7 separate regions of the Mus musculus genome follow, and regions 1, 2, 4, 5, 6 and 7 are each linked to region 3. Evidence: chromatin contacts called from public HiChIP or PLAC-seq and promoter capture Hi-C data. All regions are on one chromosome and are shown on one strand. Each heading gives the region's core, a stretch centred on a gene start, on an enhancer-like site or on the middle of the called end of the contact. The rest is flanking DNA. Distances are from core to core; before and after follow the strand shown. Region 1 holds the start of Gpr3 (G-protein coupled receptor 3). Region 2 holds the start of Wdtc1 (WD and tetratricopeptide repeats 1). Region 3 holds the start of Stx12 (syntaxin 12). Region 4 holds the start of Atpif1 (ATPase inhibitory factor 1). Region 5 overlaps Wdtc1 (WD and tetratricopeptide repeats 1). Region 6 holds the start of Slc9a1 (solute carrier family 9 (sodium/hydrogen exchanger), member 1). Region 7 overlaps Dnajc8 (DnaJ heat shock protein family (Hsp40) member C8).

Region 1 (3,800 bases), core at 262-2,761, 330 kb after region 3:
AGCATCAAGCTCATCTCTGGTGAGCCAATGCAGAAGTCAGCCGCAAAGTGCAGGACCAGGCCCAGGCCTGCCAGCAGGTCTGCTACGGCCAAGCTACCCACCAGCAGGAACATGGGGGCGCGGAAGGCAGGAGTGCCCACAATGATGGCCACCACCAGCGCGTTCTCGCAGGACACCAGGGTGCCTGAGATGCACAGCACCACATCCCAGGCCCTGGGAGAGGGCAGCAGTGTAGCTGGGCCTGTGGGTTCCTCTACTGGGTCCACGCTGCTCACGTTCACACTGCCTGAGCCAGCTGAGAACCAGGCCATAGAGCTTCCTGCTCCCCACATCATGGTACCTGTAGAAGAAAGGTCCTATGAGATGCTGGCAGGCCCGTATCCTGACAGGAGGCCCTTCGAGAAAAGAAAGCTGTCAGGATAACAGGTAGGGTACGGATGTCCTGCACACCCCACACCCCCAATTCATGTCCTGTGGTTTTTGTCCTCTGATGCCTCCAGGCCTCTAAACAGGGGTCCCTTTTTCTCGGTGATCCCTTTTCTGTGTCCCTTCACCCTCCCCTCCATTCCTCTAAGTCCTGAAGACCTCTTGGCCACACGTGGTCAAAGAAGTGAATCAAAGCTTACCATAAGTGAATAGGGGAAGCACAGGATTCAAGGTGTGCCCTCAATAGGCTCATGAATAGGGGAGGGAAACACGTCAAGAAGAAGAGCAGTCAGCTCCCTCCCACCAGACACGATGACTTGGTTCCTGAAGCTCCCAGACCCCTCACGATTCATGGGCACTGCCAGCCTCAAGCTCCGCCCCCAGGCAAAGCCGGTGCAGCTTCTTGCCAGCCCCCACTCGACATTCCCAGGGTAACACCTGGGAACTCATTTCCCCTACACTCTCCCAGACTTCTGACTCCGGACAGACACCCCACACACACTGCCCCCTTCTTCCTCCTAACCACTGGGTCTCCGTAGCAGACACCCCCTGGTGAAAGCCGGATTCCTGAGTCAGACCCCTCCTTCTGCCCGGACACCTGGATCTTGGGCCTGACTCCGCCTCCTGCCTTGGATAGCCGAAGCCCCAAATAAGACACCACCCGCTACTCGGACGTCTAGGTGCCCGCCCCAGACGCCTCCTGTTCTCCCAACCTCAGATGACCGCCCGTCCCTCTAGGGCCTCAGGTCCCGCAGGAATGCTCACCCTTTGCCGGGTCACCCCATCATACCACTCGAGAGCACCCGAACACTTGGGGAGCTGCCTGCTTATGCAGACTCTGCACATCCAGAGTCCCAGGTACGACCCCCCGACCCTGAGCAGGGGCAAGCAGCCTTCCGCCGGCCCGGCGCCCCTGCACGCTGTGTCCTCCCAGACTCCGGGTACCCGCGGCAGGGCCCACTACTCACCGGTGGCTCAGGACCGGGTGCGGCCGGGCCGCGGGGCGCCTCCACTCAGGTTCTGGCAGAGCAAGGTGTGCGCGGACCCCAAGAAGCCCCCGCGGCCGCGGGAGACGCGGCGTGAGTCACCCCGCCCCGCCCCGCCCCCGGCCACCGGTTTGGTGACGCCAGAAGCCCAGCAGGCCAATGGGCGCTGCGCGCTGGAGCGCAGCGCGTGCTGCGCGGCATAGTAATGAGGCCTCGCGCCGCCCGCTCCCCCATTCATAAAAAGTGACCGTGGCCGCGGCCCCGCCCCCTCCGGAGCCGGCTCTCTGTCCTTGACGCGGCGCCCTCTGCGGGTCGGGGGTTTTGGGGACACTAGTGGGAGAGCCTTAAAAGAGACTCGGGGAGGTCACAGAGGATGTGGGAAGAGGTCAAGGGATTGGGATAGTCTGCGGGGGTGATGAGTACCTTCGGTGGCAGAAACGAGCTGACATAAGACAGGTGATGGAGCGAAATGGGCGTCCCCGGTGAGGATGACAGGCTCTGCCTCTGATAGGGCCCCGAGGCGACGGTGACAGGAGCACGAGGGAGCAGGGAGGTGGGTGGCTGTGACGATATGAGCACGGTGACAGGATCTTGGAGGATGGCGGCTGTGGGACGTTGACGGTAGCGGGGTGTAGGCCTCCTCAGGACAGCCACAGCATTGTCAGGATGACTGCAGCATGATGGAGCTCGGGGACCCTAGGGTAACAGAAGTGGTGACAAGGCTTTGGAGATGAGTGTGCAGGTGAAGGAACTTCAGGTCACTGTGACCCTGTTAAGTGCTATAAAGGACTGAGGTGACGAAGCTAAATGAGAGCTGTGGGGTCCTGAAGTAAAGACCAAATGACTTGTGTGTGGGCCCCAGAGTGAGGGAACAGGGTAGGAAGTCTGACTGGACAGCGACCCAGCAGGTAAGTTGCTGTCAGGACAGGTCCCGTGATGTTGGGGTTGGAATAAGGAGCTGGGTGACGTCACTCATGTGGACCCAATAGCGTCCTCTCTGCATGGGAGGGTGCGCCTGGCAAGATTTCAAAACCTCAATTATTTATTCAAGGATCTGAAAAGCCAGAGCGAGGGCTGGGGGGGGGCGGGGGTGGTCACTTCCCCGAAGCAGCAGGAGATAGGGAGCCGGGAAGAACTTGGAAGCAGAAGGACTCGGCAGCTCCGTGCTCAGAGCAGCCTTCCTGAGCACCGGCTTAGGTACCCCAGGGGGTGGGGCAGAAAGAAAACTTGCTCTTTACTAGACCTGCCTGCGCCATCCCTAGGGAAATGCCCCATCAGATCTAACCCTAGGCACCAGTACTGTCCTTTCTCCCTTTGATCGTCTCTGGAATGTTCAAGACTTTAGGAGGGTGATGGGAGTCAGGGGTCGGATGTCGGTCTGAGGCTGAGGAAAGGAAGGAGGCCAGGAGTCAGGGAATGCGTCATAGCCTCACAGAGATGACAGAGCATGGGCTGGAGACTGGCAGGGTTTGGGCGGGATATGGGGAGTTCAGCTGGTGGAGGAGGTCAGGCCTCCAAGCCTAATCCACGCTTCCGAACCCTGTGACTTTGAGGCCCTGTTAGGCTCTCTGAAGCTGTTTTTTCATGTCTAAACGGCTGGGGACTGCTGGGGGCAGTTGGCCCGTTAGCAGCACGGGGCTGTATATTGGCTGTCAGTGGTGTATCTGGCCAGTAGAGGATGTCAGGGAAACACAGGAGGGCACAAAGAAAATGAAGAGTGGTCACAGGAGGCTCTGCCTTTGTGGGACCAGGCTAGATGGGGCTCTCCTGCTGCAGGCTCCTATGGGCAAGCTCCCTTCAGAACTCTCCTTTTAGCCATTTCATCCATAAATGGGCTTCCTGACCGGTCACAAATGACCGACTAACCTTCCCCTGGCCTTCCCTCCTTGCTTTGTTATCTTCTCAGGTGTGCAGAACTCCTGCAACAAAATACTCTCCCTAGTTCCCTTTTACTGTTTGCTTGGAGTCTGAGGCTGTCCCACTGTAGGATAAGGCATGTGACAATAATGCCTAGGTTTGGTTTGTGCTAGGGACAGTGCCTGATATGTAATTGGTATTCAGTTACTATTATCTGTTGGTTGATGAAACATAACAGGAACAGTCAAGGAGAGGGAAACAAAGGAGGCAGAGGCGCATGCCTTGAATCCCAGCACTCGGGAGGCAGATCTTGTGAGTTTGAAGCCAGTCTTGTCTGCAGAGTGAGTTCCAGGTCAGCCAGGGCTATGCAGAGAGACCTTGTCTCAAAACAAAAACACTCAAGTATGAGACTGGAGCGATAACTCAATAGTTAAAAGTATGTGTTGCTCTTCCAGAGGACCCAAGGTTGGCTCCCAGAACCCATGCGGAACCTCATTCATATTTAAAAAACAACAAAACTGGGCGGTGGTG
Region 2 (3,609 bases), core at 870-3,369, 450 kb after region 3:
ACAAGGCTTACAAGAAAAGAAAATACAGAACTCAAACCAGAACTAGTCCAAGGGTGCTCACTCACTGTCTGAGCATCGCCTGCCCACTCACAACTTAAGCAGCGAGCAGTGAGCACACCTGTGCCCTAGGTAGAGAGAACTTGGGACCAGGAGGCAGGAACATCTTTGCCTCAGAAGGTTCCTCAGAATGATTTTCTTTTCAAAACCGATTCAGGCTTTACTTATTTATTTATACTTGGGTTTTCAGACTGGGTCTCACTAGGTAGGCTCATAAAGAGATCCCGAAGGCTTTGTTTAAAAAGGAACACCTGGAGCCAGGTATGGTGGCACATGCCTTTAATCCCAGCACTCAGGAGGCAGAGGCAGGCAGATCTCTGAGTCTGAGGCCAGCCTGGTCTACAGAGTGAATACAAGGGCAGCCAGGGCTACATAGAGAAAGCCTATCTCCAAAATACAAAACAAAACAAAACAACTTTAGGGCCAAGGGAAATAGCATTATACCACTTAATCCCTGTACTTGGGACTTGGAGGCAGGAAAATAGTTTATAGCCAGCATGAATTACAAGATGATTTCAAGGCCTGCCTGAGCTACATGAAACTTTGTTTTAAAACCCACACATGAAAAAAAAAATGCTTATCTGACACTTTATCCCGATCATCCACCCCATCCTTGGAAGGAATGGAAAAGCTACAGTCACAGTACTCAGCTTCTAAACTCAAACTTGAGAAAACTTTCAAGTTGCTCCACCAACACATTTACCTCAAGAGATTTAAGAACACCAGAGACATTCACAAGAAATTAGTCACACTCAGCTGCTAAGATAAATCGTCTGTACTGCTCAGATAAATCGCATGTAAACCCTCATACTTTTTTTTTTTTAATTCTTATTAGTCCTGGTAATGCACCTGCAGCGGAGAGCAAACCATAAGTCGCCAAGAAACTCCAATCACCGGGCTTGGGATGGGGGGTGGGGGGTGGGGCGTGGGACGGGACGCTCCACTAAAGCTTTTCAGAAAGAGATCCTGCGGGTTTGCAGTTTATCTCTACCGATTCTTATTTACCCTTTGAAGTGGGTACTAATAGCCCACTCCCAAGCAGAGACCCTTTGTACTTAGCGCTACAGTCGATGATGCAAACACCTTGGCAAAGTTCAGTTTGGTGCCAGGATGAGCCACTGAAGGCATCTGCGACTGCCAGAAGCCTGAAAACTCACTCTCTTTCTCTCTCTCTCTCTCTCTCTCTCTCTCTCTCTCTCTCTCTCTCTATAGAGAGAGAGAGAGAGAGAGAGAGAGAGAGGAAGGAGAAGGAGAGAAAGAAAGAAAAGGAGTATGGGGTGACAGAAACAGAGAGCAAGAGAGGGAAAGAGAGGCAGAGAGACACGGAAAGAGCAGACCAGGTCATTGACCTCTTGAAACTTCCACCTGCCCCTTTCTTCCTGAGTGCGATCGGCGCCAGATCAGATGTCAAAAACTCCGCAAAAAATAAATAAATAAAAGTCCCGTGATAGGACGACTTCTACCTCTGCCCCGGTGGAGCCTGCGGGACTCCTACAGCCTTCCCCCACCCCCTCCCCCGACCTCCCAGCCAGTCCTCTTCTAGCCTCCCTTCCCCGGCCCTTTCTGCCCTTCCTCGCCGCCGAGGCCTGACCCCTTCCCGGGACACCCCGGAGTCCCGAGGCGATCGGGCTCAGGCCCCCAAGCAGGGAGCCGGCCCAGAGCGGACGGCCCCGGAGCCGGGGCTCTGGGAGCCGGTCCCCGACTCGACATCTGCGGCGGGGATGGGGCGGCGGCGACCCGTACCTGTCAGGTCTCTTCCCAGGACCAGCAGCGGAGCAACTTCAGGAGCCCATGTCGGTCCGGGGGGGCCCGGCCCCTCTCCCGGGAGCAGGGGTGCGGATCCCGGGAAGGGGGCTGGGGACCCGGGCAGCTCTAGCCTCTTCCCATGCTCCCCGCCCGGCGCCTGGCCGGGGCCGGACAGCGCCTCCGCCCGCCCCTGCGCACCGCCTCACACCCGCGCTCACACACACTCACACTCCCTCGCGCGCTCTCACACACGCACTCCCCTCCCTCCTCCTCTGTTTATCTCCTCCAGCTGTCTGGGGACCCAGGAGAAGTCCCGCACTGCGCCTGCGCCACGCAGTCTCCGCGCCGGCCCCGCGTCTCACGGTCCGCGGCTACGCTACGGCGATGGCGCTCGGCAGTTTCCTGAATAGTGAGCGCGGGCCCTAGTCCTCTCTGCCACCCTCACCCCCCCTCCATCGCGCGCCCGGTCAACGTCTGCTGCCGGTGGCGCCCACTAACCTGCTAGCGGGGGAGCCCCCCACTTCGCCGGGGCCAATCGGCTTCACCGCTCGCGGGAACGGCAGCCAGTGGGCGGGCGGAAAAGCGGGGCTCAGCTCTGGAGTATCATGGGAGTCGTAGTTTTTCGCCATCGCAGAGGTCCTGCGGCGTGGACTTGCCCCGCCCGGTTACCATTAGTTACCTGGACGCACCTCCCATCCCACTACACCTTTTCTGAGTCCCAATTCCACATGTTCTCCCAGGTCCAGTACAGACCCTCCAAGGGCTAAGAGCTCATCAAAATTGCTTTTGATGCTGTAAATTAGGGGACACCTAAGGCTAAGACCCTGAGTCCTCCCAGAGCAAAGCCTCAGCCTGCTCCTTGCTCTAGGGGGCTGCTGAAGTTACAGGTTCCATGCTCGAATCTTCAGGTGCTGGAAGGAAAAGGTCCTATGTTGAGTGACCTGGGAGCTCTAGGAACCCAGATCGATGGCAGACAAGGTCTATCTAATACTAGCCAAGTAATTGCTCTTCTGACTTTCAAGCTCCAAGTCAGAACGGAGACACCCTCCTCTCTAAGGGAGTTCCAAGGTGACAAAGGTGGCAGTAAAGATAACTTAAGGGAGAGAGACCAGGAGCTTCAACTCAAAAGCAATCACCTTACATTTCTCTTCTCTTAGAGTGGCAGATACACAGTATGCCAACGTCTAAGTAATAACACTTTTATTTTCACTGTATTGGGCATGCTCTCTTTGATAGATACAATTGTTCCTATGTTTTTAAAAAGAAGAAACAAGCATAAAGTAGTTAAAAAGATGCTAGCCCAGGGTCACACAACTGGTTAGAAAACAAGGAATGAAACCAGGCAGTGCTGGAGACTAAGTACAAACATTTAGCACTTAAGAGTGCTGGTCCAGGGTTGGAGAGATGGCTCAGCGGTTAAGAGCACTGACTGCTCTTCCGAAGGTCCTCAGTTCAAATCCCAGCAACCACTTGGTGGCTCATAACCATCCATAATGAGATATGATGCCCTCTTCTGGTGCCTCTAAGACAGTTACATTGTACTTATTTATAATAAATGAATCTTTGGGCTGGAGCTAGCAGGGCTGACTGGAGTGAGCTAAGGTCCTAAATTCAATTCCCAGCAACTACATGAGGGTTCATAACCATCTGTACAGCTACAGTGTACTCATATACATAAAAATAAACAAATCTTTAAAAGAGTGCTGGTCCTAAGTTTCTCTTCCCATAAGTGTCTGGTCTTTGCTCATTTCTGTTCGGACCACTTGTGATTTCTTTCTCTTGTGAATTCAGGTCAGTCTTCATCTT
Region 3 (3,626 bases), core at 724-3,223:
CTTTCTTTTCTTCTTTCTGGTGGTTCAAAACAAGGTTTCTCTGTGTAGCCCCTGGCTGTCCTGAAACTCTGTAAACTGGCTAGCCTCTCAAACTCTGAGATCTACCTGCCTCTGCCTCTCAAGTACTGGAATTGAAGGCATGACCCCGCCCCCAACACCTGGCACAAAATTTTCTTTATTATTTTTGTGTGTATGATATGTGGAACATACATAGAACTAATGTAAACAGACACATTGTGTGTGCCAGGGAACGAGTGTGGCTGAGTGTGGAGGTCAGAGTACAGCTCTGTGGAGTTAATTTGCTCCTTCCACGTTCATCTGGGTTCTGGGGCTCAAATCAGATGGTCAGGCCTGCACAGCAAGCACTTTACCTGAACCATCTTGCCAGCCCCTTGAAAAGAATTTTCTGATTTATCCTGTATTATAGCTCCTTAACAAAAGGAAACTGGGACACAAAGTACCATACTGTCTAGTCATCAATTATTATTGTGTTTTTCATATCTGGGTTAACAAGCTGAGTATTCGTACTACCTCCATACACCCAGGCCTAACCCTTCCTGCCTGAAACTTTCTACCTCTCAAATCCTACAGTATACATTTAGATATAAAAGCAAAGTGACAAGCTGGGTGTGGTGGCGTACATTGTTAATCCCAGCACTTGGGAGGCAGAGGCAGGTGGATCTCTAATTTTGAAGCCAGCCTGGTACACAGAGTGAGTTCCAGGATAGTCAGAGCTACAAAAAAACTGTCTCAAAAAGAAAATAAAAGCACAGTGGTAGCTTATGCTTTAAAGCTTAGGACATAACTGCAATTCAGAACTGACTCTACTTATTAACAGTATAGCTAAGCTCACAAAAAAAAAAAAAAAAAAAAAAAACAGAATAATAAACAACACAGATGGTTGTCACCATTTTTAAAGTAAAATTGCTTCTGTTGTTCTGTTTACAGGGCTCTGGGATGATTCTGAAACTCAAAAACAGCCTGTACTTGACTCTAGCTACAGAAGGGAGTTTTAAGGTAAGCAGTTACAAACTGACTTGGCCCAACCCTGCCATCTCTTACTTGGTGTGTAATTGTGGCCAAGAGTAGCTCTCAACGGAGGCAGAAGAGGACATCTTCATGCTTGAAATGGGAAAAACGTTCGCTACAAAGACAACCTAACCTAAAATGTTCCCGGTGCATTCTGTGCCATAAAGCAGCAGTCCTCCCGTCCCTTAAATGCCAGGCACTGACTGACGTCCAGGTTAATTACAGGAAACACAGTGTATTAAGTCACTCGAACGCACGCATTCTCCACTTCCCTTAATTGAAAGTTGCTGATGTCTGAGGACCCAACCGCTGAGCTGAATGTGAACCTAAAGTCGCAACCAAGTAAGCACCCCCTGATCGGAACTGAGGAAAACAAGGTGGGTGGGGAGAGGGGGACGGCGACGACAGGAAAAACTCGGCTGACCACTGCGCCAAGTCAAGACTGCTGCTCACAGTCCTGGAGATGACACACACTCCCTCCCACCATCGGGGCTGTCGGCTCTGTTGACCCCCAACACCGTGAACTCTAACCGCCTAAGACAGGGGTGTGGACCTAAAGGGCCCGAGCCTGGCCGACCCAGGGAAAGGCAGCTCGCCGCGCCCAGAGTGGAGGCTCGCGACGGCCTCAAGGTGTGGCCTGAGCTGCGACCCAGACCGGGCTCCCCGACTTGGCAGCTTCACCACCGTCTGTCCCTCAGGCCGCCCCCAGCTCCCGGCTGGGTCCCCTCGCTCACTGGCTTGGCTGATCCGCTGGATGTTGCCACTGCATGTCTGGATGATGCTGTTGAAGTCCCGGGGCTGAGGCCCCGACGGCCCGGGGTTCCGATACATGTCTAAGGGACCGTAGGACATGACAGTGAGCAGAGACCGGGTCGCGCTTCGCGGCGCTCCTACCGGAAGCTGCCACTGACCGGGCCCAGCAGCTGAGAGGAAAACCGGGAAGAGAAAGGGCGGGGAAGGGACCGCGACTGCGTGCGCACTGACCCCCCGCCCATCGCGGTGCGCATGCGCGCGCTCCGCCCCATCCTGCAGTGCGCGTGTGCGGCTGGAATTGGCGGTGGGTCGTCTCTTGAGAGTTTTCGAACTGCTGGCGGTGAGCGTTCTCGCAAGACCCGACTCCTCCAGCTGTGAAGCCAGTACAGGACCGGACTTCTTCAGCCTGTCGTCTACAGACGGCGCGCCCCGCATTCCACGACCTTCCGGCCGCCAACACGCTCATCCGCATCCTGCTGCTCCCGCATCCTGCCGCTCCCGCATCCTGCTGCTCCGCGCGGCACTGTTGTTCAGGCACCCAGCAAGTTCTTGCTTTTCCAACCCATGTCAAAATCGAGGTGAATGCATGAGCATGGAATGGGACCAGTACACGTGCAGTTGTACCCGACAGGATTCGATGGTGAAAACTGTTCAACACCTAAATTTCTAGCAAGAATAAAGTTACTACTGAAACCATCCGCCAATACGGTGTGCCCCGTGCTTACCCACTTCAAGGGATTCTGGGACATTGTTGATTAACATTTCCTTCCTTTGAGGTCAGGCTGGTATACAGGGTGAGTTCCAGGACAGCCAAGGTTACATAGAGAAACCCTGTCTCGGAAAACCCACTCACACTCCAAACAAATAAAAACCATTCCCTTCCTGCGGAATTCAGTCATGAGATATGTTGCCAGCCAGATGGCATTTGATTGACAGCCCACCAACTTACAATGTGCACCACACCTACGAAAACTGGGCACCCTTCTCCAACCTCTCCTACTACATCAGAGCCTCTCCTCCTGTAACAGATGACTGCCTGACTCCCATCCTGTGAAAGGGAAGAAGAGGGTTTCTGATTCAAAAGATTATGGGGAAAATTCTAAGAAAAAAATTCATCCTTGACCCCCAGGGCTCGAATATGATATTCACATTCTTCGGCCAGCAATTCACCCACCAGTATCTCAAGACAGACCAGAAACAAGGACATATATTCACTAGAGGGCTGGGCCATGGAGTGGACATATAAGCCATGTTTATGGTAAAACTCCAGATAGACAGCATAAACTGCTCCTTTGCTTTCTCTTTTAATTATTTATTTTTATGCTCATTGGTCTTTTGCCTGTACCTGTGAGGGTGACAGAGCCCCTGGACCTGGAGTTACAGAGAGCTGTGAGCTGCCATGTGAATGCTGGGAATTGAACCTGTGTCCTCTGGAAGAGCAGCCAGTGTTCTTAACTGCAGAGTCATTTCTCCAGCCCCAAACTATGCCTTTTCAAGGATGAAAAACTCAAGTACCAGGTAATTGATGAAGAGGTATATTCTCCCATCAGAGAGATCAGGGACACTCAGGTGGAAGCAGACTGCCACTGCAAACCCCCAAATACCTGCTTTAGGGCAGATCTTGGGTTTGGCCACTGGTCATATGGTATAAGCTACACCATGAACCAGCACCACAAACCATTCTCACCGAAGCCTTACCAATCATTTGAAGAACTCAGGAGAAAGAGGCTGCTGAGTTGGAAGTTCTCTGTGGTAAAATTGATGCTGTTGGTGCTGGTTAAGAGCACTGACTGCTCTTCGATACGTTCTGAGTTCAATTCCCAGCAACCACATGGTGGCTCACA
Region 4 (3,543 bases), core at 163-2,662, 350 kb before region 3:
TGGATATCGACCTCAAACCTCTGTTTATACATATGAAATCGTGTTTATCTCTTAAGAGGTGTTCTTGTTCTTTGGTTATATTGCCACTGCAGTGCCTTCTCTCACCTTAAATGTCACTTTCTCAGAGAAACCCTTCTTTGACCTTCCTAGTCATCCTGACAGCAATTTTTTTTTATCCTTGCTTCTGAGTTCTTTCTCACAGTTTACTTTGTGAAGCCATCAGAGCCTTAGTAGGTAGTGAATTAGTAATTTTGAACTGTATCAATGTGTCGGTGAATGGACCTAATAACTTGGTGACGGGCTACAAGGACACTGAAAAGAACATCAAGCGAACTGGTGGTACAAACCTGTAATCCCAGCACTCCTGAGGCACACAGGAAGAGCTTAATCTAGCTTAATCTAGCCTATTCGACAAAGGGAATTCTGGGCCAGCCAGGGCTTCATAACAAGATCCTGTTTTCAGAAACAAACGAATAAACACCCACACCCCCCCATACACTCCCCCCCCGCACCCCCCCCGCCCCCCACACATAGGGCTAGTGCTGGGCCCCAATGGTGAAAGGAGAGAACGGACTCTTGAAAGTTGTTCTCCCTGACCTCTCCATGTGCATTGTGACACTGTGCCCCCACTAATAAGTAAGTATAATTTTAAAAATTAAATAACAAACTCCAAGCACAGATCCTTATACATGCATGCTCATAATTGCTTCCATCCCATTTTCCGATTTTGTCCCTACCTCAATGAGATCTGTTGTAACTCGGGATGGCCTCAAACTCGCAGTGAAGAAGCCAATTTCTCATCTTTCCGTCTCCACCTCCCCAGAGTTGGGGTTACAGGCATATGTCCAGCTTCATAATACTATTTCACAGTGGTCCAAAGGTGAGAAGACCCCAAATGTTGAACTACTGAAGAGGTCAACAAATCATAGCATAGACATACCTTTGAGGAATTGGATGCCACCATAAAATGCAGTAAAAAAAAAAAAAATTTTTTTGACAGTTTTTTTTTCACAGGCCTGGCTGTCCTGAAACTTACTATAGAGACTAGGCTGGCCCCAAACTCAGAAGATCTGCCTACCTCTGCCTCTGGAGTACCAGGATAGGCTCCACTGGGATAAACTCTTAAAAAACTGGTACATGGTGGTTACCCAGGCCAGTTCCAGCACTCCAGGGAGTCATGTAGATCTCTGTGAGTTTGAGGTCAGCCTGGTCTACAGAGAGAATTCCAGGACAACCAAGGCTACACAGAGAAATCCTGGGTCAAAAAAACCAAAAAACTGTCACATGAAAAAAACCTAAATAAGAATTGTATAAGTAGATTCCATCCATGGGAAATGTCCAGAATAATAATAGGTATATCCAGAGACAACAGATTTCTTTCTGTCAGAGACTGGAGACAACCAGGGCAACACTATGAAACTTTATCCTTATTCTGAAAAACCAAAACTAAAACCGAAAAAAAAAAAAAAGAGGTCTCGGCCCCTTTAAGTTCAGCTGGCGGGCGGGGAGTCCGGGAAGGCGGGCTTGGGTGGTTACGTGAGGCTGCGCTTGCGCAGAACGGTCACGTGGTGGTTAGCCGGGAAAATGGCGGCTTCGGGAGAGAGTGGTGCTTCGGGTGGCGGAGGCAGCACAGAGGAGGCATTTATGACCTTCTACAGTGAGGTGAGCCCGGAGTAAGGATGGTGGCCTTAGGACGACCGTGCTCCGGCTTCGTCCGCCGCGGCTGGGGCCGGCGAGGCGCCTCCTGGGACCGTTGGCCCGCGCCGTCTGGCCTGGGGACTGCGGATCGGCTGCGGAGTGCATGCGCGACCGCCACTGTGGCTACTGAGGTCCCCGGAACGCGGCGGGGCGGCTGGGCCTGTGGACCCAGACCCGGAGAGGGGCCCGGCGAGCTGCTGGTCGCGCGGTGCAGCCTGCTGGCGGTGGAGTCTCCGGCTGGCGGAGGCCGAGCTGCGGCGCACCCACTTTTATTTGTAAACAGGAAGGAGGCCCTTGTCCCACTCCTCTGCCATGAATTGTGCGAGTGGCGATTTCTGCGGTCTTATCAGTGCTGAGCACTGTTCATCGGGACAAGAATGCGTATGTGAACCCTCCATCTTTAACATGACGAACCTCTTAAGAGGGTGCATACGTTCTTGGTGTCAGGTAGGACAGGAGTGAACTTGCTCTGAGCCTTGTTGACATTTGCATCGCCAGTGCCTAATGCGTGGTGGATGTTTCGCATATATCCGTTGATTAAATGAATGAATAAACTGAGTTAAAGTTAGCTATCTGGCGTCAGAGGCCCACATATTGCGTTCTCGCAAGGCAATTAGCCTAACTGCTGTTGAAATTTCAAGACATCAGTTCCCACACTGGCAAGTTAACATTGTAAGAGTTTTCACGACGATTAAAGGGTTTCGTGTATAAAAAAGCAGCTTGAAAATTATAAAGCAGTCGTTTTCGAATTAAGTACTTTCTGGTAGCCCAGGTTGGACCCTCTTGCTTCAGCCTCCAAAGTGCTGGGACCAGAGCCATTATCTCTTGTGCTTATAAGAATACTTGTAAGCCGGGCGATGGTGGTTCATGCCTTTAATTCAGCACTTGGGAGGCAGAGGCAGGCGGATTTCTGAGTTCAGGGCCAGGCTGGTCTATAGAATGAGTTCCAGGACAGCCAGGGCTACACAGAGAAACCCTGTCTCAAAAAACAAAAACAAAAAAAAAATTTTTTTTTTATGTTAGGAAATATTTTTTTCCTTCACATTGTTAGCATATTTTGCATTGCTCACAGTTGGAGAAATTTTGGTCCATCTTGGTGGAAAATGGAGGCAGGGCAGTTGACATCCTCAGGCAGGAAACAGAGAAGAAAGGCCTGTGCTTCCCGGTGCAACATTGACAATCAGCACGGACTCTGATTTAGCCCTCTTGTGTTTTTATTATATTTTTTTAAATTTAGTTTTGGCTTTTTGAGACAAGAGTTTCCCTGTACAACCCTAGCTGTCCTGGTGCTTTGTAGACCAGGCTTGCCTTGAACTCACAGAGATCACCCACCCGTGTCTGTCAAAGATGGTTGCCGCCATCACCCTGCTTGTCCTTTTGTTTTTAAGACAAGTACCCAATGAAGCTTAGGTGGCTTTACTCACTTCGCAGTGTAGGCTGCTTGGAACTAGGGCTCACTCTCCTGCTTCAGCCTCCTAAGTGCTCGTGTACAGGAATGAGCCACCACACCCAGCCGTTTTCTTTTGCCAAGGGTCAAACCCAGGATCTTGTGCATGCTAGGCAAGAACTCCACCAACTGAGCCACCTCGTAAGTCCTTCATAATGGTGTTGAATGTTGCTCATAGGTCATGGTTCAGTGTGCATTTTGCCTTTCAAAATGAAAAGAAAAAAAAAGATAGATTAATTGTACCCACATGCAGCTATATAGGTCTCTGGTGGTAGTTGTGTTTAGTATCTGGGAATCCTCTCGACCTCTGATTGTGAGTCAGACATAGGGTAAATTTCTAACAAGTTAGGTAATTGGAAACCTCACTTTCTGTAAGCCATAATTTCCCTATAATGGGA
Region 5 (3,941 bases), core at 674-3,173, 410 kb after region 3:
TTTCTGGGTAGGGAACGGACAGCTGCGTCTCCTGGGCACACACTCACCACCATCACTTTTGGAGAAAAGGGCAGCTGTGATGTCCCGGCCTAATGCGTCACATGCACTGCTGTGGGCCTGCTCTGGGAACTTCCCTTTGAAGTCATCCAGGCACTCCAGAGCCTCGGCCACATACTTCAGTTCAAAGAGGCACCGGGCCAGACGGAAGTGTGCCTTCAGGTGGCAAGGGTTTAGGGAGATGGCCTTGAGGCAGTCCCGGAGGGCATCATAGTGGTCCCCGTCCCTGAGAAGGTACAGGAACATAGCTTAGAGGTGAGAGAGGCCCTGTGGCAGATACAAGGTTCCCACCATCTTCTGTGGCTACTTCTAGGCCATCTCTGACAACCCTCAGGGTGAGGAGATAAGGAGATGAAGCCTTGGCGAAGCCCACTGCTCCCTCCCTGGGAGCAGGAGTAAGCTGAGGCTCAAGCCAGGAGCCTGAGGCTTGGCGAGTAAAGAGCAGTGTCGGGCTGCCCTCTGCTGGGCGTAGGCTGCAACTGTGCACTGTTCACCTCAGGCACCCGCAGCTCTGCAGCAGAAGGCCTGGCATCCTGCCCACCGCAGACTCCCCAAGCCCTCCTTCTCTTTTCCTTCATCCACCTCCTCAAATCCCCCTGCTGGTCTTCAAAGCTATGTCCAAGGCAGGGGGCCCTCAAGGACAGTTCTGTGGCCTGGAGAAGCCAGAAGTGTTAGGCCAGGGACTCAGGGTCTGACCAGCATGCCCTCAGCCAGACCCCCCTCTGTCCTGGCTGACTGATCTGCAGCAGCTGTGGCCTCCACCTCCTGGGGCTGGAGGATGGGGCCTGACTGTCTGGCAAAGTCAGCTCTCTGGAAGCTGATGGTGAGGGGGCTGTGCACACCAGGAGCTCCAAATCCTCTCTACTCTTTTCTCCAATGGACAAGTATGGATAAAGGGGAGTGTAGGCTTTCTGTTGGAGGGGTAGAGGGAGACGCCCTCTTTTCCAGGCCCACCTCCCTGTTGCCAGAAACCCAATTTGGTTTCTCATCTGTACAGCCAAGCAGCAATGAGAGTCACTTTCCCCTTTAGAAACCTGTAAATGTTTGTATTTTCAATGCTGGGGATTGAACCTCCCCGCTTCCTACTGGGCTGGGGTGGGTCTACTATGCTTACAGCAAGCAGCACTCACTAATGCCAAGGGTCCCTTCACCAAGGGCACAGGTCACAGGTGTCTCCTGACCTCTCTCGCCATACAGTCAGGAGGAGCACCCAGCCCTTGGAGTAGCCACTTAAGACTCTAACCGACAGCTAAGCAATGTGGGGCAGGCAGGAAGCAGAGCTGCTTTGATGGTGTGCTCTGCGTCAGAACGAGTGCCTATGACGAAGGAGCAGGCGCTGTTTGGAAACCCAGTTACTGCCTGCAAGGTGCCCCTTTCTGAGCTCCTAGCAAGAGCCAGACCAGAGACCAGCCAGGAACCAGAGGGTGGTCTGTTTCCAGGAGCAGATGGTAGCCCTGGGGAGGCTGGCCTGGGACAGAACGTGACATTCTAGGGGTCACTGGCAGGCATGTGGGGATGGGGAAAAAAAAAGAGCAGGCTGGCCCCAGGGCTCACCCATCCTAGATGTACTGCCAGATCAATCTCCCTGAAAAGACAGCCCTCTGCACGTCCTCGCTCAAAGCTCTCCAGTAGCTGCCCATCACACACTGAATCAAGGCCAAATGCCACCCTCTGCATTCCAAGCCCTTTCCAGGCAAGCCCCAGGCTACCTCACAGACTCATCCCCTGCCAGTCCTTTCCAGAACCCTCTGCTCCAGCCAAATGGATTTGCTGTTCTGAGGCAGGCTCTTCAGTCAGTCCCCCGCCCCCACGCCTTTGTTCACACCATTTCCTCTCCCTGCAGTGTCCTTCCCCACAGTCCTCTCCTCCCCCTCATCTCCTTGTCTGAGCTGCCCACATTTAGAGCCCATTCAGACACGACATCTTTCTGAGGCTTCCCTGATCCTGAGCTGAGGTGACTCAACTCTTCTTGGTAACCCACAGCACTATACCTGACCATTTCCAAGACTTACTGCTTCCTGCATCTTTCCTATTTCATGCCGAACTATGCCAGAGAGTTTATTCTCGTTCAGTGGCTGGGCACTCTGGGGCACAGGGACTCAGAGTGATAGAACTCTGTCTCCCCAGTACCTAGCACACAGTGGGAACTCAGAAAACAAGCTGTGAATTCAGAAATCACCAACTTCTCTCAGCAAAAATACAGACACGAAGCTGAGCTCTCAGCCAAGTCAAGATGAAGGGGTTGTCACACCCTACCCAACCAGTGTAACAGAGGTGACACAACTCAGATGGCTGGGCCCCAGATAGTCCTCTTTTGAATGTGGGTGCCCCTTGATCCCTGGGGAAAGTCCCGAGGCTTCAGCTAACTGCTCTGTGTGTGGCATCTCCCCCACTCCCATCCTGCTGACTTGAGTGGGTTCCTTAAGCTTCCCCAGGCCTGCCTAGTTTCAGCCAGACGATGGCACACCAGCTGGCCTGTCTGTCTGGGCAGAGCCGACGGATGCCAGACGGAGCAGAAATGGCTGTGGGCCCAGCTCTATCCATCTCTAGTCTTGGCCCTGGCTGGGGGATGGGGTCTGCCTGCCTGCCTGTCTGATGGTGCTGCAGGCAGGGCTGGGACACTGATGATCTCTGCAGATGTGGGGCATCTTAGGATCCTGACCTGCCTATCCCATTATCACAGGCCAGTGTATGTCTGAGGTCTAGCTCGTATGTGGTCCAGTGATGGGTGTAAGAACCCAGAAAGCAGATTGCAGGGCCATTCAGCCTCAGACTCATTTTATAAAGGTACAAATGAGCTCTCCAAGCTCTGCAGTCGGATCTATCAAGGTCCCACTCTTCTCTCAAAAGTCCAACCCAAGCCTCAACTCTCCAGTAATTAGTATCACCACCCCTCTTAATCCCTACTTCCATTCACACCTTATAACAAAGCAACGTGTGAATCTCCCTCCCACACACTAAATGTCTTGTGCTACCTCAGCCTTAGGTAGAAAGGAGGGGGCCTATGTTCAAGAGGCCCCAAGAGCTGGGATGCCAATGCCACCTTCTGTGGATGCCCTAGCAACTTGGTCTCATGGCCCAGGTGCTTCAGCCCTTGTTCTGACCGAGAAACCCCTGCGGTTCCCACTCACCACTTGCGCTTCATGTAGGCGGCAGCTCGGTTGCCATAGAGCATAGCGTTGTGCGGGGCCTTCTGCACAGCCTGGCTGTAGAGCTGGATGGCCTGGGTCCACTGCTGGCAGGCGAAGGCTTCATTGGCCTGCTGCTTCACACGCTCCAGGTATGGGGGCAGCTCCACCTGGGGGCTGCGAGGGAAGGAGAGCCAAGTCAGACCACTTAAAGATTAGTAGCCCTACCCAAGGGCCACGCATGGTTTTGTGGACCCTGGCACCTCACTGCCATCTAGGAGATGGGGCCACTTTCATGCTGAGCTTGGGCCATTATCTATTACCATGAAAGAATATGCATAATTCCAAGTGCTTTGAGCCAGTAAAGGAGCGGCAGGAAAGCCATTACCAACCAAATGCTGGGGTTCGGGTGACAGCCACTGGTGCCACCTTCATCTGCACTGAACTAATCTTGTGACCACTCTACTTCCTCCTATGGGAAAAGTCTGTCTCAAGGACGAGACAACAGAGGGGTGGGAAGAGAACAGAGGCAGGGATGTACTGTAATGGGAACTACTGTAATGGGACGGATTATCTGCATGGGAGACCAAGTCAATACTCAGAGGCAGCTAGCCTCTGGACCCTTACCCCAGGGCTGGGGCAGAAGGACAAACTTCAATCTGGGTATGTTTGGCAGCCTCTCAGATAGAAGCTGCCTTTGGAACACTAGCTGCCCTCTAAGAAGCCCCTCTGGCCCAACCTCTACCATCTGGGATT
Region 6 (4,012 bases), core at 1,186-3,685, 490 kb after region 3:
GCTACTGTTTGTCTTTCATCTGTTCTCAGTATTGTCTTAAAGTGTTGGGGATCGAACCCGGGGTGTTGCTCATGCTAGGACAGCTGCTCCATGATAGTCTCCGAATCCCATAACACACCCCTCATGTGTGTATGGGTATGGTATATGCATAGTGTGTTGTGTTGTGTGCAAGTGCATCAGCCTTGTACAGGCAGACGCCAAACTAGGAATCATGTTTCCTGTGACCTTTCCTTAGTCTCTCAAGATGGAGTCTCTCACTGAACCTGGAGCCAGGCTGGTGGGCAGCAAGCCCTAGCAATCTTTTTTGTCTCCATTCTCCAAGGTACGAGGGTTAAAGGTATGTGGGCATACTTGGCTTTCTTGTTCTTTTCTTTTAACTCTGAGAGCTGGGGATTTATTTGAATGATGGTCCTTAGCCACTAAAGCATCTTTCCAGGTCTGTTTCTGAATCTTCTCTTTCTTTCTTTCTTTCTTTCTTTCTTTCTTTCTTTCTTTCTTTCTTTTCTTTTCTTTTCTTCTTTCTTTCTTTCTTTCTTTCTTTCTTTCTTTCTTTCTTTCTTTCTTTCTTTCTTTCTTTCTTTCTTTTTCTTTTTTTTTTTTTCCGGTCACCTCCCAGTGTCTGAATCTATTCCTGGAAAAACGTGGCAAGGTTCAGAAAAGTCAGAAATGTTTTACACTTGGTTGTCATATCACACTCTTGTTACTTGAAAACACCTTTTTCCAGATGGAAAGTACACAAACTCTGAAGGCATGGTGAACTCCCACAACATAACTGCCTCTGAGTAACTGGGTATGGACCACCCAGTGAAGGAACAGGACACTCCCAGAGCTGGGAAGCTCACCTTGAGCTCTGGAGCTGACCCTAATCACCATTCACAGTCCCACTCCACGCCTCATGCCTATGTCCCTAGCTCAGCAGAAATCCTTGTCAAGAAAGTTCTGAAGAGATTTGTCAAACGAAAACAAACCCCTCTAACAGCCCCTTGAACAAATCACCTTGGATTTCTCGGCTTTAATTAACCTTTCCATGAAACAGGATGGCATTTGAAATGATTTAAAAACTTCTCAGTCTGGGCTCAGCGGTGGTGTGCTTACCTAGCACGCACAGGGTTCTGTGTTCAGATCCTACTTCTGAGGGGGGGGGGAAGAGTTCTCATGATTGCACCATGTAGACACAATGTCTCGACCTTTCTGAACTCTAATCAATATCATTCATTCAAATTCCAGTTCCGGCTGTGTGTGGTGGTGCATACCAGTAATCCCACTTGAGAGGGAGAGGCAGGAGGATTGCCAAAAATTAGAAGCCAGCTGGGCTACATTGTAAGAATGTAGCCTTTCGCACAAAACAGAACATGCCCCTTCTGGAAGCTGTTTTCTGTCTGCAGATAATAAAAATCCTTCTTTTCTCTTTAAACCAGACAGACAGACAGACAGATAGACAGACAGACAAAAACAATACCCAGCCTCTTACTTTTTGGTTGTTTCACTACTGTTATGAGTTGAAACACGCCCTTTCAAAAGAAGCTGAAGTCCTACCCCTGCCCACCCCTCAGTGCCCGAGAATGTGGCTTTATTTAGATGAGGGGTTTTGTTGTTGTTGTTGTTGTTTTAAATCTCTTTGAGACAGGGTCTCCCTACTGACCTCAGCCTGGTCTAGAACTCACTTTGTTACACAAGCTGACGTTGAGTTAAAAATTCCTCTTTCTTTAGTTTCCCAAATGCTGGAATTACAGTTTCCCACCGTTCGTGGCTCAGATTGGGTTTTTGAAGTTGATCAAGGTAAGGTACGCCATTAGGGCCAATTCCTAATTCAATTTGCTTGGAGTCCTTTTAAAGGGGGAAATTTGGACCTAAAGACGGATACAGGGAGGCTGGGGTTATGCCGCCACAGTCAAGGGAAGCCAATACATTGCCATCAAAGCACCTGTGGCTGGGATGCAGGAACGGATTTCAGCTCACACGGTCCTCAGCACAGGTCAATGCTTGGGAACATACAGAGTGCAGATTTCTAGCCCATTTCATTCATTCATTTAACTTTATTTTGTGACACTGGGCATAGGAACCAATGGTAGACAAGCACTCTACCTCTGAACCACGATCCCATCCCTTTCATTCTAAACATTTCTCATAGATCACCTCATTTAACCATCTTGTTATCCTTTTGTTATAGCTATCCATCTCCACCTTACAGTTGAGAAAGCTGTGAAACAGAGAGGCTAAATAACTTGTTCAAAGTCACATGCTAACAAGAAAACACTTTGTAGATAGTACAGTATGTCACTCGTGTTAGATTGTACTTTTTTTTTTTTTTTTTTTTTTCCAATTTAGGTCTCGGCTTCCTCTTCTTACGTGACACTTCCTTCCCTGGGCGACAGGGGCCGCTGCACCGCGCGGGCGCTGACAGGTCTCTCTAGCTTGCTGCGCCTGCTACTCGTTGGTGCCTATAAATGGCTGCGCTGTGCTCAGCGAGGCATCAGTCCGCTACCGCGGGACCCGGGGCTGTGTCAGGTCTGGAAGTGGAGCTGGAGCTGACCGAAGGAGCTGCCGCTGGGCCGGGGTGGAACACAGCTCTGCACCGGGGTCTTAAGGAGGGGTGTGTTGCTGCTGGCTCACTGCGAGCCGCCTCCAGCCTGCGCCGAGGCACCTTCCCGCCAGGCCGTCTGCCTCTGTCTTCCGCCTCCCTCCATTTCCCCGGAATCTCAGCCCGGCGCGGCTGGACCCTGGCTCTCCTGTGGGTGGGAAAGCCCCAGCCTTTTTCCTGCTATACTCCTTTATCCCAGGCTGGCCTTCCAGCCTTCTCTCGCCTTTCCCTGCGGAGTGGGTCTCACCCTTTTCCGTCTTTAGCCCAGGCTCCTTACCCCTCCCCTTTAGCCGAGTTCCAGCACCCTGGTGATTTTCCTTAGCCAAAGGTCCTATCCTTCTTCCTCCTTTCCCTTGCCCGTGGTCCAGCCTATCCGGCCCTTCCCCTCTCTTCAGGACGCAGTTTCCCCGATTTCCTTCTCTCAGCCTGAAGTTCTAGATCCTTTCGGTTTCCTCCTTAGTCCCTCCAAGGTACTTAACCCCTTTTTGCAGTTTGGACTTTGAGATTGTGAATCTCTAGAAAACGAAAATACTTCTCTAAAACATGAACTTTTCCTAGAGATTGCCCCAGTCTCACCCCATCTGCAGGACTCCTTGCTACCTATGTCCCAGGTCTTACACGCACTTCGCTAAGGGCTGAGGCCTCCTAGGCTGGGGGATCAGTATGATGCTTCGGTGGTCCGGCGTCTGGGGATTTCATCCACCTCGGATCTTCCCCTCCTTGCTGGTGGTGGTTGCCTTGGTGGGACTGCTACCTGTTCTCAGGAGCCACGGCCTCCAGCACAGCCCTACTGCCAGCACCATCAGAGGTTCTGAACCACCCCGGGAACGCTCAATTGGGGATGTCACCACGGCACCATCAGAGCCTCTCCATCGCCCAGATGACCACAATTTGACCAACTTAATCATTGAACATGGCGGTAAGCCATCTCGGAAGGCCTTCCCAGTCCTGGACATTGACTACCCTCACGTGCGCACACCCTTTGAGATCTCCCTCTGGATTCTCCTGGCCTGCCTCATGAAGATAGGTAAGTGCATGATGGTGCTGTTGCTGCCACCACCAGATAGGTGAGCTTCTTGCCCCACTTGTTACCAGGTTCTGCTTCTCAGGCTCTGAATGAACCACTTCTGCAACGCGGGCGGGCAGCCTCTCCCTCCTTTTTGTTGGTCCTTAAACTCCAGCTCTGGCCTGTGAGCTGGCATTATGTAGCAGGAGGGAGGGTCAGGAGCGTGCACGAGATGGGATGCTTCTGATATTGGTTTCAGAAAAGCTGCCAAGGCTTGGCTGGTCTCCTACAGCTGGGATGGGACCTAGAGAGGAGGCAGGTGCTTAGCTATGTGTAAGACAGGAATATCCTTTAGCAAGTGGCCCTTTCTGTCCTGTCAACAGGAATCAGTACGGATTTATTACATTCTTTGTGAAAGGGTGTTT
Region 7 (4,006 bases), core at 723-3,222, 330 kb before region 3:
AGAGTAGCGATTGCTTTTTAGTCTATTTTGTTGTCAATACAATTTAATATCAATCAGAGTAATCCTTTGTACATTGAGAGGAGGGGCTTGGTTTCACCATCCCCGTCCTTTCCCCACGGATCCACCAGGATTGAAGGAGCTTCGGACCCATGCCGCCTTCTTTTCCCACGCCTCTAACTTAATGTTTTATATTTGAATTGTGTGGCTCAAGGGTCATGTATAGTTTGTGGAATTTTTCCAATTAAATGTCTTGCTTACAGTGGTGTTGCCCCGACTCCAGATCAGCCTGGGCCACCTTGGGAAGCCATCCTTGAGGCCCTTGCTCCAATAGGAGAGGTATTGTGGATTCACACGGCAGTCACTTGTTGCCCTCATGCCCTGTGGTGTTTGGCACGAGGCTCCCAGCCACTTAAACCTGTTCACTTTCCAAAGAATTCATCTTCCAGCCAGTCCCGTTGTGTCCTTGCTTGTCTGCATTTATTAGTGGTAATATTCTTTTACGTATAATAAATTTTTATACCCAAGCCTTTGATGGTCTCCTCCTCGGGTGTGACTCCAAGGACAGGCAAGTGTCTTGCAGCTGGACGCACATAGCTCCCTACACTAATTTGTTAAACCTTAGCTTGTCTACCTACAAAATGGGAACACAGGGCCGGGGACATACTCTGATGGAATGCTTGCTAGCATGTGTGAAGTTCTAGGTTCAGTACTCACAAAGCAAAGTACAGGAATATCAAGTATGGCAGAGGCCGAAGGCTGTGTAGGAGCCCCCGGGTTCCATCCTAACAGCATTATCAACAATTTGGAAACATTGATTTCACTGTAGGAAATCACCACAGATCTAATGCGGCCACCAACGCCATGGGTGTTGTCAATGTCTTATCTGTTAAGTAAGAGGCTGCACACTGAGGGTGAAATGTGATGTGTATCCGGCTTACTGGGTATGCTCAGCCTGTTGGAGGGGCCTGGTGGGTGTAGAACAGTGACTCGTGAGTGACTGAGGGCATTCTGTGTTGCCTGTAGATGTGTTCAGGTGGGATGGCTACAGAAGGCAGGGTGCACACACCTTCAGTTTGTTCCTTGTGGGTGGAGGCTGGAGCTTGAGTTCACCACTCTTCCAGGTACAGCTGGGGCGTGTCCAAACCACTTGAGCTACAGTAACTCCTAACCCCAAAGCAAGGCAGAGGGCGGGAAGTTTCTGGTCACTGCAGAACTATGTGTTTTGAGCTGATGAAGTATCCTGGGCAGGGAGCGGTTCCCGGAGCTTTCCAGGCTGGCAAAGTGGCTCCTCCTACAGGATAAAGGCATTTACAGGACTTGAGGTGATTCCGTTCAGCCACCTGCAAGCCCCTGTTGCTTCTCAGAAGGCTGTGCCAGCAATAAGCCACAGCAATTAGCTTACTCCATCCACAAACAGGCTGATTGGAAGTCAGATAGTTGGGGACCTCCACTGTATGCCTCACAGCTGAGGTGCAGAGGCTGAGGAGGACTCGTGAACCCGCTATTCTGGACGCCCTTGTTTCTGTCCTTGGCAGCCAGCAAGTGCTTCCTGGAGAGTGTGGTGTTCAGTAAGGGTTGTACAGATCCAGTTGCATGATAAAATACAGTGCTTGTTCCCCTACGTCTGGTAGTCACAGTCTCCGAGACACCAGGGAGTGGCTGCCCTGCTGCTGTTTATTCCAGGAGGGTATGTCTTCTCAGTTGCAGGAAGCTTGTGTGTTGACACCACACCTTACAACTGCTAAGTGAAAGGTCCAGGAAGCCGGTTCCCCGGATGTGCTTGTCCTGCGAATGTGTCTGAGGACATCTCTAGTGAACAGAGGCAGCAATGGAGAACAAACAGTAAGCCTTGCTCCTGTGGGCTGGGCACCTCCAGTTCTCAATGGGAGGAGGAGTCAGGAGCAGTGAACAGTGGCTGGCCTAGCTGGGGAGGACGTGAGGGGAAGACACTAAGTCAGGAGAAGTCCCCCCAGATGGTTGGTGGTGAGGTCATACCCAGGAATACTCTGCTTTGCCTGGAGCATGGGCACAGGGAGCTAGAATCAGGAGTTCCTTGTCACCTTCAGCTATGTGGGTACCAGTGAGGACATCGTATTTTCTAGAAGGAATAGTCCCATTTCCTTCTGGCCACATTTTGGCCATGGACTGGCCTGGAAGAACAGCAGTGAACCTCACCCAGTGCATAACATTGCTTAGAACAGCTTTCTCTGTGGTGATCCAGCTAGAGAGGGTGACTTGGGCACTGAGTTGAGGTCTCACAGCCAAGTCTGACCTCTACCTAGGGCAGCCCCTTGTCCCCCAGGGTGGGAAAGGGGAGTTCCGAGCAACAGTGAGGGAGTCTTCCCTCACTGGAAGGTTGCTAAAAGAGCTACTCCACTCCTTTTCCTATGGTCCCATGAGTCAAAGCCACCACCCCACACATTCCATGGCACAGCCAACAGCTAATGAGGGCTCCCTGGGTCCAGGTAAAGTGGAGGGAGCCAGTGGGGTAGGTAGGGTGAGAAGTTTGGCATTTGAGTCAGTAATGACATCATCCTGAAGCCTCAACTTCCTCTTGTGAAGTAGCCATTGTGCTTTTTTTTTTTTTCCTTTTCGAGACAGGGTTTCTCTGTGTAGCCCTGACTGTCCTGGAACTCACTTTGTAGACCAGACTGGCCTCGAACTCAGAAATCCGCCTGCCTCTGCCTCCTGAATGCTGGGATTAAAGGCATGCGCCACCACGCCTGGCGTCGCCCTTGTACCTTTAAAGGCAACTTGCAACTGGTGTAGGCAACGGGTCACCGCTTTGGTAGTCTAGTTGGTATCCTGGTGAGGAGGTGGGAGGAGAGGGACAGTGTAGAAACTGGAGCTCCAGCCAAGCCCTAAATCCTTGTCTTTGGCTTCCATCATCAGACAAAAAACTCCTCAGAGGTTGCCTACCTCCCTCTCAGCTGAGATAGCTTCCGAAGGCAGAATTATCTCCCAACAGACTGGGCATCCCCAGAGGCAAGGTTATCAGTCTCCCTTACTTGGAGTGCCTTTGGACATCTGTGGTCCTCAGTGCATCCCCTCAGACAGGTGTCTATCAGCTTTGAGTCTTTTCTGTCAGTCTTAACTGGATTTGGGACGGTCTTGTTGAAGTTTGGGCTCCTAGGGACAATGCTGGGATCTTCCTTCTCCCCCTCAGACAAGGAGCCTAATTCTTGAATTTTCTGCTTCCCCCACGCCCAGCCCTTCCTCCCAGAGGGGCTTGGCTTCAGATGGGCCCCTTGTTGGCTGAAATGGGTAGAGTCCTGGTTGGGTGTGAGTATTTTGGGGGACCTTGGGGTTGGGGCTCCGCCCAGGAACTTCCTGGCCTCAGGTGCCCTACAGTTCAACAGAGGCCGCAAGCAAGTTTCCTCTAGTTATTCATTCTAATGTCAGCATGGATCAAACAGGGACGGGAGGGCAGAAGGAGGTGAATCACACACTTTGGTCTGGGCCTGACTCCTGCCTACTCCTCCCTCACTCTGTTCCCTGCTTCCCGAACTCCATGCGAGCAACCACCAAGGAAACACACCCTCAAAGAAGCAAGCTCTCAGCGGCTTCCGTCCCCTGCAGCTCCATCACCTCTTGGACCAGGGATTCAGGTGTAACTGTTTGTCTGACTGACCTAAAGAACCACTCAGGCTTTGCCTGGGTCTTCAGAGCTACGTCTAACTTAAACACACACACACACACACACACACACAAATACACACACACACAAATAAACACACACACACAGACACACACCACATCCCCACAGTCCTCAGATCTTTACACATGAACAGACACAACTTTAACACACATCATACAGCATGCAGCGTGGATGGGGGCCCACCCACCTGTAGTCTCAGGAGCAAGAAGGGTCAGGAGGTCCAGGTAATCCTCAGCTGGATAGCAGTGAAGAGGCTGCTGAGCTCCATGAGGCCCTATTTAAAAGACAAACAAACAAAAAACGGGCTGGAGAGATGGCTCAGTGGTTAAGAGCACCGTTCTTCCGAAG

Evidence for each region. Promoter capture Hi-C pulls out the DNA fragments that hold promoters and counts their contacts. HiChIP or PLAC-seq counts read pairs in DNA pulled down with a chosen protein or histone mark.
Region 1: an H3K4me3 HiChIP or PLAC-seq map of bone marrow-derived macrophages shows a contact between it and region 3, with 2.4 times the contacts expected there. The contact joins the promoter of Gpr3 here to the promoter of Stx12 in region 3. A contact is called at or near these places in 1 of 39 promoter capture datasets (neutrophils), 1 of 484 Hi-C or Micro-C datasets (cerebral cortex), 2 of 115 datasets of contacts at active chromatin or transcription factors (bone marrow-derived macrophages and large pre-B cells) and 3 of 9 other capture datasets (adipose tissue, liver and macrophages).
Region 2: a contact with region 3 is called in an H3K4me3 HiChIP or PLAC-seq map of bone marrow-derived macrophages, with 6 times the contacts expected there. The contact joins the promoter of Wdtc1 here to the promoter of Stx12 in region 3. A contact is called at or near these places in 2 of 115 datasets of contacts at active chromatin or transcription factors (bone marrow-derived macrophages and stem cell-derived neural progenitor cells) and 2 of 9 other capture datasets (adipose tissue and liver).
Region 4: an H3K4me3 HiChIP or PLAC-seq map of the SCID.adh cell line shows a contact between it and region 3, with 11 read pairs. The contact joins the promoter of Atpif1 here to the promoter of Stx12 in region 3. A contact is called at or near these places in 3 of 39 promoter capture datasets (the C10 cell line, cranial neural crest and embryonic stem cells), 5 of 115 datasets of contacts at active chromatin or transcription factors (the 230-238 cell line, the SCID.adh cell line, T-cell acute lymphoblastic leukemia and 2 more) and 2 of 9 other capture datasets (adipose tissue and pancreatic islet).
Region 5: a contact with region 3 is called in an H3K27ac HiChIP or PLAC-seq map of double positive thymocytes, with 4 times the contacts expected there. The contact joins the enhancer-like site here to the promoter of Stx12 in region 3. A contact is called at or near these places in 1 of 39 promoter capture datasets (hippocampal neurons), 2 of 115 datasets of contacts at active chromatin or transcription factors (bone marrow-derived macrophages and double positive thymocytes) and 1 of 9 other capture datasets (adipose tissue).
Region 6: a promoter capture Hi-C map of liver shows a contact between it and region 3, with 3 times the contacts expected there. The contact joins the promoter of Slc9a1 here to the promoter of Stx12 in region 3. A contact is called at or near these places in 3 of 39 promoter capture datasets (liver and pre-B cells), 2 of 115 datasets of contacts at active chromatin or transcription factors (both in embryonic stem cells) and 1 of 9 other capture datasets (liver).
Region 7: a promoter capture Hi-C map of hematopoietic stem and progenitor cells shows a contact between it and region 3, with 3 times the contacts expected there. The contact joins the enhancer-like site here to the promoter of Stx12 in region 3. A contact is called at or near these places in 6 of 39 promoter capture datasets (the C10 cell line, cranial neural crest, hematopoietic stem and progenitor cells and 3 more), 2 of 115 datasets of contacts at active chromatin or transcription factors (extraembryonic endoderm stem cells and large pre-B cells) and 3 of 9 other capture datasets (adipose tissue, embryonic stem cells and pancreatic islet).

Annotation. Positions count from the first base shown.
Region 1 is chr4:133,211,025-133,214,824 of GRCm38.p6, forward strand. It overlaps Gpr3 (G-protein coupled receptor 3), which reads right to left and starts at 1,512. Exons shown (of 2, transcript NM_008154.3): 1 at 1,395-1,512; 2 at 1-340. The coding sequence starts at 335.
Region 2 is chr4:133,337,196-133,340,804 of GRCm38.p6, forward strand. It overlaps Wdtc1 (WD and tetratricopeptide repeats 1), which reads right to left and starts at 2,120. Exons shown (of 16, transcript NM_199306.4): 1 at 1,801-2,120.
Region 3 is chr4:132,882,485-132,886,110 of GRCm38.p6, forward strand. Stx12 (syntaxin 12) reads right to left here and starts at 1,974. Exons shown (of 9, transcript NM_133887.4): 1 at 1,764-1,974. The coding sequence starts at 1,881. It also overlaps the pseudogene Gm13033.
Region 4 is chr4:132,534,002-132,537,544 of GRCm38.p6, forward strand. Atpif1 (ATPase inhibitory factor 1) reads right to left here and starts at 1,413. Exons shown (of 4, transcript NM_007512.4): 1 at 738-1,413. It overlaps Dnajc8 (DnaJ heat shock protein family (Hsp40) member C8), which reads left to right and starts at 1,558. Exons shown (of 9, transcript NM_172400.3): 1 at 1,558-1,662. The coding sequence starts at 1,585.
Region 5 is chr4:133,297,373-133,301,313 of GRCm38.p6, forward strand. Wdtc1 (WD and tetratricopeptide repeats 1) reads right to left here. Exons shown (of 16, transcript NM_199306.4): 12 at 3,189-3,362; 13 at 48-283. Among named protein-coding and RNA genes, the nearest start is that of Tmem222, 22 kb to the left of the region's middle. Within about 2 kb of position 1,924, at least 79 of the 459 cell types and tissues checked have an H3K27ac peak or open chromatin away from gene starts, as enhancers often do. A contact at or near this core is called in double positive thymocytes and hippocampal neurons, where this site is marked.
Region 6 is chr4:133,367,300-133,371,311 of GRCm38.p6, forward strand. It overlaps Slc9a1 (solute carrier family 9 (sodium/hydrogen exchanger), member 1), which reads left to right and starts at 2,436. Exons shown (of 12, transcript NM_016981.3): 1 at 2,436-3,608. The coding sequence starts at 3,245. It overlaps Mir5122 (microRNA 5122), which reads left to right and starts at 2,477; the gene lies at 2,477-2,565.
Region 7 is chr4:132,553,214-132,557,219 of GRCm38.p6, forward strand. It overlaps Dnajc8 (DnaJ heat shock protein family (Hsp40) member C8), which reads left to right. Exons shown (of 9, transcript NM_172400.3): 9 at 1-529. Among named protein-coding and RNA genes, the nearest start is that of Gm24762, 8.0 kb to the left of the region's middle. Within about 2 kb of position 1,973, at least 67 of the 459 cell types and tissues checked have an H3K27ac peak or open chromatin away from gene starts, as enhancers often do. A contact at or near this core is called in embryonic stem cells and hematopoietic stem and progenitor cells, where this site is marked.